Linked DNA regions of Gossypium hirsutum: region 2 is linked to region 1. Evidence: chromatin contacts called from public Hi-C data. All regions are on one chromosome and are shown on one strand. Each heading gives the region's core, a stretch centred on a gene start, on an enhancer-like site or on the middle of the called end of the contact. The rest is flanking DNA. Distances are from core to core; before and after follow the strand shown. Region 1 holds the start of LOC107946869 (glutamine-dependent NAD(+) synthetase). Region 2 holds the start of LOC107893959 (dynamin-related protein 5A).

Evidence for each region. A called contact is a pair of places that touch in the nucleus more often than the background predicts.
Region 2: a Hi-C map of leaf shows a contact between it and region 1, with 2.8 times the contacts expected there. The contact joins the promoter of LOC107893959 here to the promoter of LOC107946869 in region 1. A contact is called at or near these places in 2 of 34 Hi-C or Micro-C datasets (both in leaf).

What each region holds. Positions count from the first base shown.
Region 1 is chrA08:79,403,479-79,409,059 of Gossypium_hirsutum_v2.1, reverse strand. LOC107946869 (glutamine-dependent NAD(+) synthetase) reads right to left here and starts at 3,414. Exons shown (of 14, transcript XM_016881366.2): 1 at 3,034-3,414; 2 at 2,373-2,678; 3 at 2,102-2,145; 4 at 1,923-2,099; 5 at 1,633-1,736; 6 at 1,149-1,283; 7 at 884-1,052; 8 at 565-700; 9 at 1-47. The coding sequence starts at 3,227.
Region 2 is chrA08:79,993,362-79,998,843 of Gossypium_hirsutum_v2.1, reverse strand. LOC107893959 (dynamin-related protein 5A) reads left to right here and starts at 3,390. Exons shown (of 16, transcript XM_016819120.2): 1 at 3,390-3,856; 2 at 3,956-4,019; 3 at 4,126-4,233; 4 at 4,318-4,419; 5 at 4,565-4,615; 6 at 4,885-4,946; 7 at 5,157-5,247. The coding sequence starts at 3,728. It overlaps LOC107893957 (UDP-glucose 4-epimerase GEPI48), which reads left to right. Exons shown (of 9, transcript XM_016819119.2): 3 at 55-190; 4 at 495-596; 5 at 777-1,004; 6 at 1,425-1,503; 7 at 1,708-1,790; 8 at 1,879-1,970; 9 at 2,049-2,437. The coding sequence ends at 2,151.

The sequences.
Region 1 (5,581 bases), core at 2,165-4,664:
CAATCTCATCTGCTAATACCTTAGCCCGTGTTTTCGTGGCTTCGGAACTGCAACAAAAGGACGTTCTTAAAATTATAATGTAAGATTTCTAGAATGTAAAGCTGCAATCAATCTGAAACAGAAAATATTTTCCTCAAACAGAAAGATCAACCTGAACCAAAAAGAATGGTCTTTAGGTGATATTTACTACTAACTAATATATATCCAATTCTCTAAAGAATTTGAAAAACCTTTTTAAGACACTTTTCTTGACAGCAAACATGTAGATGGAAGGGTTCTCCTTAATTTCTAGTAAAATCAATAATCGATCTGAAGAAAGAACATTGGGATGGCGGCGCAAAAAATTCTTCAAGGGCAACCATAAAGGGGACTTACTAGAACTATAGAAGTTAATAGCAATGATTCATACTGGATTAAGAAATTTTATTGTACAGTGTAATGCTGTTCTCCCTCTGTAGTGTTAATACTTAGTACCATATGTATTCTCAGTAGTCAGCTCAAGAAAGTCAAGCCTCACAACCAGCTTGAAGAAAGAATAGCTATGGATGTATGCTGTGACCTGACCTGTTTTCAGAACCCATGTAGACCGTATAGAATATACGTTTAGCAAATTCCTTGCTGTCAGCTGGAAACTTTCCATCAGTGTAATTCCCGATCCGCATTGCATCAGCTTTAACTTGTTCGTCTCCATTTGCAATTTCTGAAACACAGTATGTATGCGCAAAATTAATTATTAACAGAAAATATGATGCAGAAGACTCGTCAGTAAGGGTTTTAGTGACAGGAAAAGATTCTTGACGAATTGAAGTTCAAAACTCCAATAAAAAAGCAGAAACGAAGCAGTGCTACTTGGCAGCAGGATACAATGAAATCATAAATTAACCTTTGACAACAAGTTGGCACATGCATCCAACTATAGCAGCTACACAGGAACTGTCTGCGCCACCAGAAAGAGGAAGCAAAAAACCAGAAGCTCCACTTCTTCTTAAATAGTCCCATAGCCAACAGCCAGGACCAAATGCTATTTCTTCCTCAGGAGAATGGTACATGATCTTCAATTCATAACATAATGCAGTTAGGTAATAAACAATCACTAATACAGAGAAGCTTTTTATTTTCACAGCAATGTCTTCTGAGCAAGAACGAACCTTCTGTGGACTAGAAAGTAACATTTTCAGGTTAAAAGGTTTGCAAATATTGTAAGGTACAGTTACAGATGAGACTTTGGTTTTGCAACTTGCTTGTTCTTGAAAACTACTTATGGATCCTCTTAAACTAGCAACCTGTAGTTAACAAAGAAATGCAAAAATTTCAGTATAATTTTTCATATGCATAAGTATTGGAAAATGCGGCAAACCCTAACTTGCCACCAATTTGTATAAATAGAATCTTCTTGTTGTGACCATTAGGCATTAATAGTATTTTGTCTTCAATAATTGCCTTCATATTATTTATTTATTGGACTTCTTGTGGCAGAGATTCTCAAAATAGGAGATCATCATTTTCCCTTCTCTTTTATGCAAAAAAACCTTAACAAAAGGTAATACATTAATAGCATTCAAGCTTCAAGTAAGAATACTTTTCTAATACCCAACAAACATAAAAATATTGGAGTGCAAAGTTACAACATACCGCATCTAAATCTACTTGAGCAACCACAACCTCAACATCCTTCAAGGAGAACTGTGAGCCTTGAGCAACCACCTCTCCGTTCACAACAACACAGGAACACCCATCTGAAATAAATAAATTAGTGCTCAATAAACCAAACAATATTTTTGCACGAAAGACAACACATTTTCTAATGGTGCAGAAGCACCAAAGCAAGATTACTACTTAAATCATATTGCTAGTTAAATTTATGCTGGAACCTAGAGTAAAGTTACCATGAAATAAAGTGGGAAATAAAGCATGTTATTTACCATAATACAGCCGTGCACCATCACAGCCCTGGTGGTTACTGTACATGTAAACCCCTCCACGAGTATAAGTAGCACCTATAAAAGCACGAAGTCGAAGGTCTAGCTTTCTCAATTGATGGTGACTCCCACTGGCATTCAGGAAAACTTCAACCCCATTTAATGCAAGCTCGGTATGGGAGGATTAGGAGTAAAAAGCTCTTCACAAATTTCTGCCGCAACAGCTCTAACAAGGGATCAAATAGGTTCAAATATTAGTGTTTCATCAAGAACCCATGACAAACTTTCATATGACGAGCGATGTAACCTATTTGCATGTTAAGTTACATTTGCATCATTACATAGAGAAGACATGATCTTATGATGATCGATATTGGTTATGACATCATTATGAGCTAAGGCATAAAACTTAATGGAAACTAATAAGAGAAGAACCTGTAGTATTAAGCTTACGTGTCCAAAAACTGAATGTATCCGTAACCAAAAGGCACTAAGTTCTGTGATAAGGCCTCAGAAATTTCAGGTGGGATCTGAAATTCTACAAGCTGGTCCTTTTGCTTCCATGTGGTAAACCAGCGAAGCTCCCTGTAATTGCCATCATTTGCAAGCCACATCTTTGGTCTTATCATGACAATTTTCCGGTTAAAACACAAAACTTGACAATTATAACGCTCTGATCCTCTAATGATGGGCATTCCTATGCTGCACAATATGCCGTCCGTCCAATCACCAAGAAGTATTTCTTTCAAACACTCCCACCTGCAAACAAATAATCCCAACTGTCATTTCAGAGAAGCAAAATATTAGTTGTGTCATTCAAACAACCAAGCATTATCCAGAAAAAAAAAGAAAAAAAAAAGGGGGCACTTTCCTAAATAAAAAAACCAAATGTTTCAGTTTATACTGTAAATTTAGAAAAAAAAAAGAAGAAGCAAAAAACATACGCTGCATTCCATAAAGAAAAAACCAGTAATCACTACAATTCAATTCTAATAACCAACAAACGACTGATGACCCAAGTTTTAATAACCTCACAAAGCAAAGCAAAGCTCCAAGAATCTCTCTTCTTCTTTTTTTTGGGGGGGGGAGGGGAATAAAAAAAAAGGGAACTTACGCGTGATTGACTGTATCGAGTTCCAAGAAATGATCTTCACAGCCATAGCCAGTGATTTCAAGCTCGGGTCCGAGCCTGATGACAGCACCAACTTCTTTTGCCCTTGTTATGGAATCCTTAATGTGCTTCAAATTGCAATCAAAATCCATCGCCCATTGGTTCAAATTACAGGTGGCGACTTTCAGCAGTCTCATCTTTGAGGGAATCTCTTAAAAACAATTAAAACACCCAAAAATTAAAATCAGTTCACTCAAAATCACTTGCAAAGAGGAAGAAGAAGAAGAAGAAGAAGAAGAAGAAGAAGAAAGGGAGGCGGACGGGAAATACGAGGTGGGTGTTTCGATATGGGACAGAGAATTAGCGGCCTTGTATTTGGCGCATCAGATTCGGTTTTATACAGGACTTTTAAGAAAGGAAGACAGAGACTTTGAATTCAGGTTAACGGGTTCAAGGCTCCAGGATCCTTGGACGGGTTTAACTGCTGTTTTGGTTTTGACTTTTTTTAGTTTGACACGTACAATTACAAAGTGTCTTACTGTCTATGAAAACACGTCGTTTGACGCGTGTCAAATGGGATCCCCTTTTTTTTTTTTTGCTGCATTTTATTTATTTATTTTTCTTAATTTATTTATTTTTCCGAAGAAATTCTTATTTTTCTTTCCAATTTCCTATTGCAGGATTTGGGAACATAAATTTAGATTTATATTTTCAAATATTTTTATTTAAAAATCAAAATGCTTAAAATTCAAGATTTTAAATTAATTGAAATTTAGTATTTCAACAATTCAATTTTAGTTTTGAATTTCTAATTATTTTTAATCTTCAAAAAGGGTTTTTTACCTATATATTATAAAAATAAAAAAATTACTTAAATGGTATGTTAAATAAATTATGTTCCAAAATGGTACGTCCAAACAAGTGGAAGGTAGTGTATAGGCGGCATCACTCTAAAATATTGACACATTTGACTGAAAAAATTATTAAAAAATTGATAATGACAACTAAATAGGTGATACCTAAAGAAATACGGGTCAAATATGACCCGTATACGAACAAAACCTGACCTGCTGTTACAGATGGGACACGACAACTAAGCAGCACTGGTCATGCCTACTAGAGAGGCAGCACTGACTGGTCATGCTTACTAGAGAGGCGGCACACCTATAGCTTGTCAGTGATTGGACGAGTCGGATGGCATGCCCGTAAGTTGTGTTTTTGGGGACCATTATAAGATCCCCAATGTCCTAATTTTTGCTGGAAGAGAGAAGAAAATCTTTGAAGAAGAGAAGAAGAAGAAGGAGAGAGCGGGAAGGGGAAAAAGAAAGAAAAAAAGAGAAGCAAAATAGAGAGAGGAAAGGAGAAAGAGAAGGAAAAAAAATAGAAAAGGAAAAGAGACATTGTTGTTTAGGAAAGATTTGATGTTTAAAAGAATAGTAAATGATAATTTTTTTATTTAGTAAGTTTTTTTGTTATAAATAAATGTTAATTATTTTTATTTTTATTGTTGATTTAATTCGAATTTAATTTTTAATTTAATTTTTATAAGGTATTATTTAGTTAAAAAGAGCTATTAAGGTATATTTGTATTTATTTTATATTTTCATTCATTCATAAGTTATTTTTAATGTTTATTGAAGTAAAAAAGCCTATTTATGTTGTGTGTAAAGAATGTTTTATTTTTTATATAATTTATTTGTTATGTGTGTTTTAGGTTGATTAGATTTATTTTTTATGTAATTTATTTGGCATGTTATTTTGATTATTTTAATATAATTTTATTTTTATTTTTTATGTAGGTAAAAGATGAGACCATTGAGTTGGAATTTATGAGATAAATTAGGAATAATAGTTTACAAGTTCTAATTTTTTAAGATTTAATAATTGAGAATAAGAGTTTATGTTTTTAAATTTTATTTTATGTTTTTTATAAATATTATAAATGAAATTTCTTTCGAATCCTTCTATGCAAATTTTTTTTATTATATTTTTTGACAATAATTAAGTTGGCATGTTATTATATATATTATATTTTAAACTAATACATTTTACTTATTATCATTTTAAAATAATAATAAAAATATTCGTATTTATTATGTTGAGGTAGTTTATGTTATGTTTTTGTTATATATATATTTTTTATTGGCATATTATTTTTATTATTTTAATATAATTTTTTTGTTTTTTCTGTAGGTAAAAGATTAAACCATTGAGATGAAATTTGTGAATGAGACCATAGAGTTAGAGTTTGAGTTGGAATTTATAAGATGTATTTATTTTGTTAATGTAGTATAGCAAAAAATATGATGTGGACAAAACTATTTGGTATTTTTTGTAATTAAAAACAATATATAAAATTTAAGTATTTTGATAAATATTTAAAATGCATCAAACTTAGAAATTAATTACCGAAATTTGTTTTGAAATTGTAGATATCACAATGGGTTCATTGATTAAGAATGATGATCACATATCAAACACAATTAATAATATGGTAATATATTGTTATTTGTTAATCACGGGTTCCCTTAAATAAAGTTCTACGTCATTT
Region 2 (5,482 bases), core at 2,141-4,640, 590 kb before region 1:
CTTTTGCCTATTCCCCTTGCTCAGGCTCCAATAACCTACTTGATTATATTGCAGGTTTGATGCTGTGATTCACTTTGCTGGACTAAAAGCGGTCGGTGAAAGTGTAGAGAAACCATTGCTCTATTATGACAACAATGTCATTGGGACAATCACCCTGTTGGAAGTCATGGCTGCACATGGATGTAAAAATGTACTTCTCTCTCCCTTCATACTTCTGCAGCCACATAACTTTATAAAATAAATAAATAATATGCAATTTTCAGTCTTTTGTTTCTTTACATCGCCAAGGAAAGCATTAACTGTAGAGCTAAAGAGAAATGCACTTGGTTTTATTCTCGATCATTCAAAAGCTAAGTTCTTAGATGTTCATTTAAATGCAGAGGCTGGCCCTATGGAATCTAGAATTACTTTTCTAATTTGTATAATTAAATACGAGTAGGATTGTCAGTTTTAGTTTTGTAAATTAATCAGTCTTCTAATTTAATACATTTCAGCTTGTATTTTCTTCATCTGCTACTGTTTATGGCTGGCCAAAGGAGGTTCCATGTACAGAAGAGTCCCCCCTGTCTGCAGTGAATCCTTATGGACGGACGAAGGTATGCAATGAGCCTTTCAAAAGTGAATACTCTTTTGCATCTCTAAGAAGCAGTATAAATAAAGAAAGGACCAGGGATAGCCATTACACTTTTACTAGTTTTTTACATGAATCTCTTATGAGTACTTAGGAATTTGTCAATTGAGATTTTCTCCCATATCTGACATGGTTGGTCTTTCAGCTTTTCATAGAAGAAATTTGTCGTGATGTCCATCATTCTGATCCTGAATGGAAGATCATACTTCTAAGGTATTTTAATCCAGTTGGTGCACATCCTAGTGGCCATATAGGTGAGGATCCCCGGGGTATTCCAAACAATCTCATGCCTTTTGTGCAACAAGTTGCTGTCGGGAGGCGACCAGCGTTGACAGTTTTTGGAAATGATTATGCCTCAAAGGATGGTACTGGGGTAAGCTTTTATCAGTATTACTGTTAATTCGGTTAGATTATATCTCATATTTCAGAAAATGTTTACTATATGTGTAGGAACTGTAGTATGATTGAATTCTGTTCAGTTTCCATCTACAACTTTTTTGTCAGTTATGCTTGATATGTGCTTAAACACCTAACATCTCCTTCGATTCCTTTTATAAGCAAACCTTTTCTTCCTTGTAATCAAGTAGACCACCTCATGAAGCACAGGCTCCCTTCTTGGCTATTAAATGTTTGTGCCCTTCAACATTTTGAAGCAATATGCTTCAGGACTTAAGGGATTATTCTTTCCATTAGATTTGACAAATTCTTTTAGACTTAAACCTGAAGGTTGGGAAATTTGCATCCAAGGTTGTGATTCCTTGTGACAAAAGGCTTGTTACTTGTCTCTTTGCAGGTACGTGATTATATTCACGTTGTTGATTTAGCAGATGGGCACATTGCTGCATTACGTAAATTATCTGATCCAAAAATAGGTATATTTCACATTCTTTATTTTGTTTCCTTCCATGTAATGTCGTGTTTGTGACTGTCTAGCTGCCTCGATTATTCAGTTTATGGTAGCAGACGAGAGTAATATATTGAAGTGGCTTTTTCTAAACTGTTGCTTTTCTGTATTTGCAACTATTTATTGCTTCAAGTAGAATTGGCCCTTAATCCTTCCAGCTATGCTATTATAGGTTGTGAGGTCTACAACTTGGGAACAGGTAAAGGAACATCAGTATTGGAGATGGTTAATGCTTTTGAAAGGGCATCTGGGAAGGTACTTGTGATCTTTTGTTCTTCCATTCTGTCCGGGAGAGTATCTAGGACAATTTTATTAACATAGCAAAGGTTTGACCTTTTATCAGAAAATTCCTCTTGTAATGGCGGGACGTCGAGCCGGTGATGCCGAAATTGTGTATGCTTCAACCAAAAAAGCGGAGCGTGAATTGAATTGGAGGTAAGGCAATAGTTTATAAAGTTCATTTTATTGTTGAGGAGAGGAATCTTAGATGAATTGGGTTGTGATTGATTGCAGGGCAAGGTACGGCATTGAAGAAATGTGCAGGGATCAGTGGAACTGGGCCAGCAAGAATCCATATGGATATGGATCTCCTGAGTCAAACGGAGTGATGAAGTGAAGACACTGTGAAACCACCAATCTATAAAGACATTTTATGATCATAGGATTTTTATTTTTTATTATTGACAGGATTTTAGGTGATTAATTAATACGATTAAAGATGTTACGAATTATAGAGAAAGAGGAACATACTTAGTATAGGGATGCTTCAACTGCTCAGAAGCTTGTATTATACTGCTCCTCATTACTAGCAATCGTTTGTGGCTGTTACCAGTAGGAGTAAATTATCACATGAACACGAACTACACATAGATACTTGTAATGAAAAATACCATCATTGTTCATTTTTTTATTACATCCTTTATGATTGTTAATATTACAAAAATTTGAATTTTAAGTTTATTAAATGGTGAACCTCCAATCAAAGGAAAAAAACACACAAAAGTTGTTTCTGTAAGGCTAATAAAAATAAAACCCCTTAAATTAAAGCGTCATTGAATAATTATAAAAGTATAAAGATACAGGCCCACTACAAACGGAATATTGGACTAGTCTCCAAGTCCAACGGCTTTATATCGCCAATTTAATTAAATCCAATAAAGAAAAGAAAAAGGTTGCCATGCCATGCCATCTGTTATTGTGTAGTCTTTTAAATTTAATTTTGAAATGCCTTCCACTCTACACATACAAACAAAAATGTGAACTATAAAACCCAAATCTTAGGATTTCAATTATTAGCTTTTTGAAATTTAAATCTTTATGAGAAAATGTTAATTTAATCTACTTCCTTTTTTTTTTAATTAATAAATTCATTTATGATATTTTACTTATGTATGGATTGAAGTTATAGGAAGAAAGAAAAAGAAATCTAAGAGTTTCCCTTGTTTGATTAGCGGCTTTCTTTTATTTAGATAGGAAAAAGATAATGGAATTGAATATCTCAACAAAAAATAAAATAAAACTTTAACATGCAGAAAATCTTTTTTCCTTTTTTTTATATAATTATATTATAAAAAGATTATGGTTTAAAAATTAAATATAGTGATTTTTTTATTTGAAAATTACATTCTCTCGTTAATTTTAAGAATTCAAATAATTCATCTTCTTATTTTTTCTTTAAAATTATTAATCCAAAAATTCAACAATAAATCAATTTCAATTTATTTATCCGATTTCATAATTTTAATTAGAAAAATTGGAATTAATTTTACCAAGTAAGCTCTGTCGAGTCGAATATATTTTTACCTAAGCCAATGGCCTTATTTATCACTTTCCGGCCCGGAGTTTTTCCAGGCATTGTTTACTCCATTGTCGTAGCTAGACACGCCGTTTCACTTCAAAAATGCATACTAAATTCAAACACAAAATAAATCGGTGGTAAAAATAATATTTAAAATAAATAAATAAATAATAAATAAAACGCGCTTCACTTTTAAAGCCGAAGTCTCTTTATTCTTCCTCCATTTCAAAACTTCAAAAAACTGCTTTCTCCGGACGGAACTTCATTTAGTTCTCATTTCTCACTCAGATCTGACAGGTGCCGTTTCTTTACCTTTTCAGCTCAGATCTAGCTTATTTGAATCCGACGCTTGTTATCGTCGCCGGCACCCATCTTAAAAAAGAAAAAGAAAAAAATGGATAATTTGATTTCTCTGGTGAACAAGATTCAAAGAGCTTGCACTGCTCTTGGTGATCATGGAGAGGCAAGCGCCTTGCCTACTCTTTGGGATTCCTTACCGGCGATCGCCGTCGTTGGTGGTCAGGTCGACGCTCGATCTATCTTTTCCTTTTTCTATTTCTAGTCAACCTTTGTTTTCTTTTTTCTTTTATGATCTGCTGGTCTGAGATTTCAATATTAACAGAGTTCAGGGAAATCTTCGGTGTTGGAAAGCGTTGTCGGCAAGGATTTTTTACCTCGTGGATCCGGTAAAAACAATAAGTTATCGCTCTCAATCTATCCTTCATCGTTAAGCAACTCAAGAACTGATTCTTTTTTCTTTCATTCTGCTTTTTTGATTAAAAATTAATGCAGGTATTGTTACTCGTAGACCTCTGGTGTTACAGCTTCATAAGAGTGATGAAGGAACCAGAGAATATGCTGAGTTTCTTCACCTTCCTAGAAAAAGATTTACCGATTTTGGTAAATATCTTCTTATCGTTCTTTATTTAAGCAAAAGGAATTATATAAATCTTAGGGTTTAACTTTTTATTATCTACGTTATAGCTGCTGTTAGGAAGGAGATTCAAGATGAGACGGATAGAGAAACTGGGCGAACTAAACAAATATCTAGTGTTCCAATTCATCTTAGTATATTTTCTCCCAACGGTATGACCTGTTTGTAAAAATTATTTCTGTTTTCTTCCACTTTATTTAATTGTAAAAAGTCATCTTATTATATGTTATAGTTCTACCAAATCTCCAGTATATAAGATATTTTCTCTACTTATTTTTTTTATGTAATTTTATGCAGTTGTCAATTTGACTCTGGTTGACCTTCCTGGTCTGACGAAGGTAGCTGTTGGTAAGTTAACGGAAACGCCTAGTGAAAATTCAAAGAAAATTGCAATCCTTATAATGCTTTCTCTAATTTAGACTACCATATTTCCACGGGACCTAAAATAAGTATAATATTCAAATTTTAATTCTTTTTATTTCCCATGTAATAAAAAAAAAAAAAACCATAGCATTTTTGCACTTTATATACCCCAATTTCATTCTCTTCTGTTAATAAGATTTGCAAAAAGAATTATTAAATTATGGGATATTGATGGATTATCTTGCTAAATGCAGAGGGTCAACCTGAAAGCATTGTACAAGATATCGAGAATATGGTTCGCTCCTACATTGAGAAGGTAAAATGCGGCATGGCTGTTTCTTTTTTTTTTCAGTAAAATTCTCTAATGTGATGGCTATCAAGGTCTAGGAAAACTGTATTGTGGATAGTTTTTGTTGTAAATTATTGGTTCTTCTGTCCCTAATAACTTTGCAGTGTATATTCTTTTATCCAAGTATGAAAGCTGAATGGAATGTTCTTATCTTTGTTTGTTGAACTTCTTACGCAGCCCAACTGTATAATATTGGCAATTTCACCTGCTAATCAAGATCTGGCTACGTCAGATGCAATTAAAATTTCACGTGAGGTGGACCCTACAGGTAACCTTTTCCATGATCAATTTGTTCCATGATCTTCTTCCTTGCAGTGCACCTCAAGATTATGGTATTTTCTACTTGTTCATTGGTAATATCATGTGAAACCATTGCTGGTTTTGAATTCATTCTCTGTAAAATTATTGCTGTGCTATGTAAGCTTTTGGACTTGTGGTTCTTTGAAGTATAGGGGTTGTACAAGTCTGATTTTCTAATACCTGGCATTGGTATTAACCTTTCA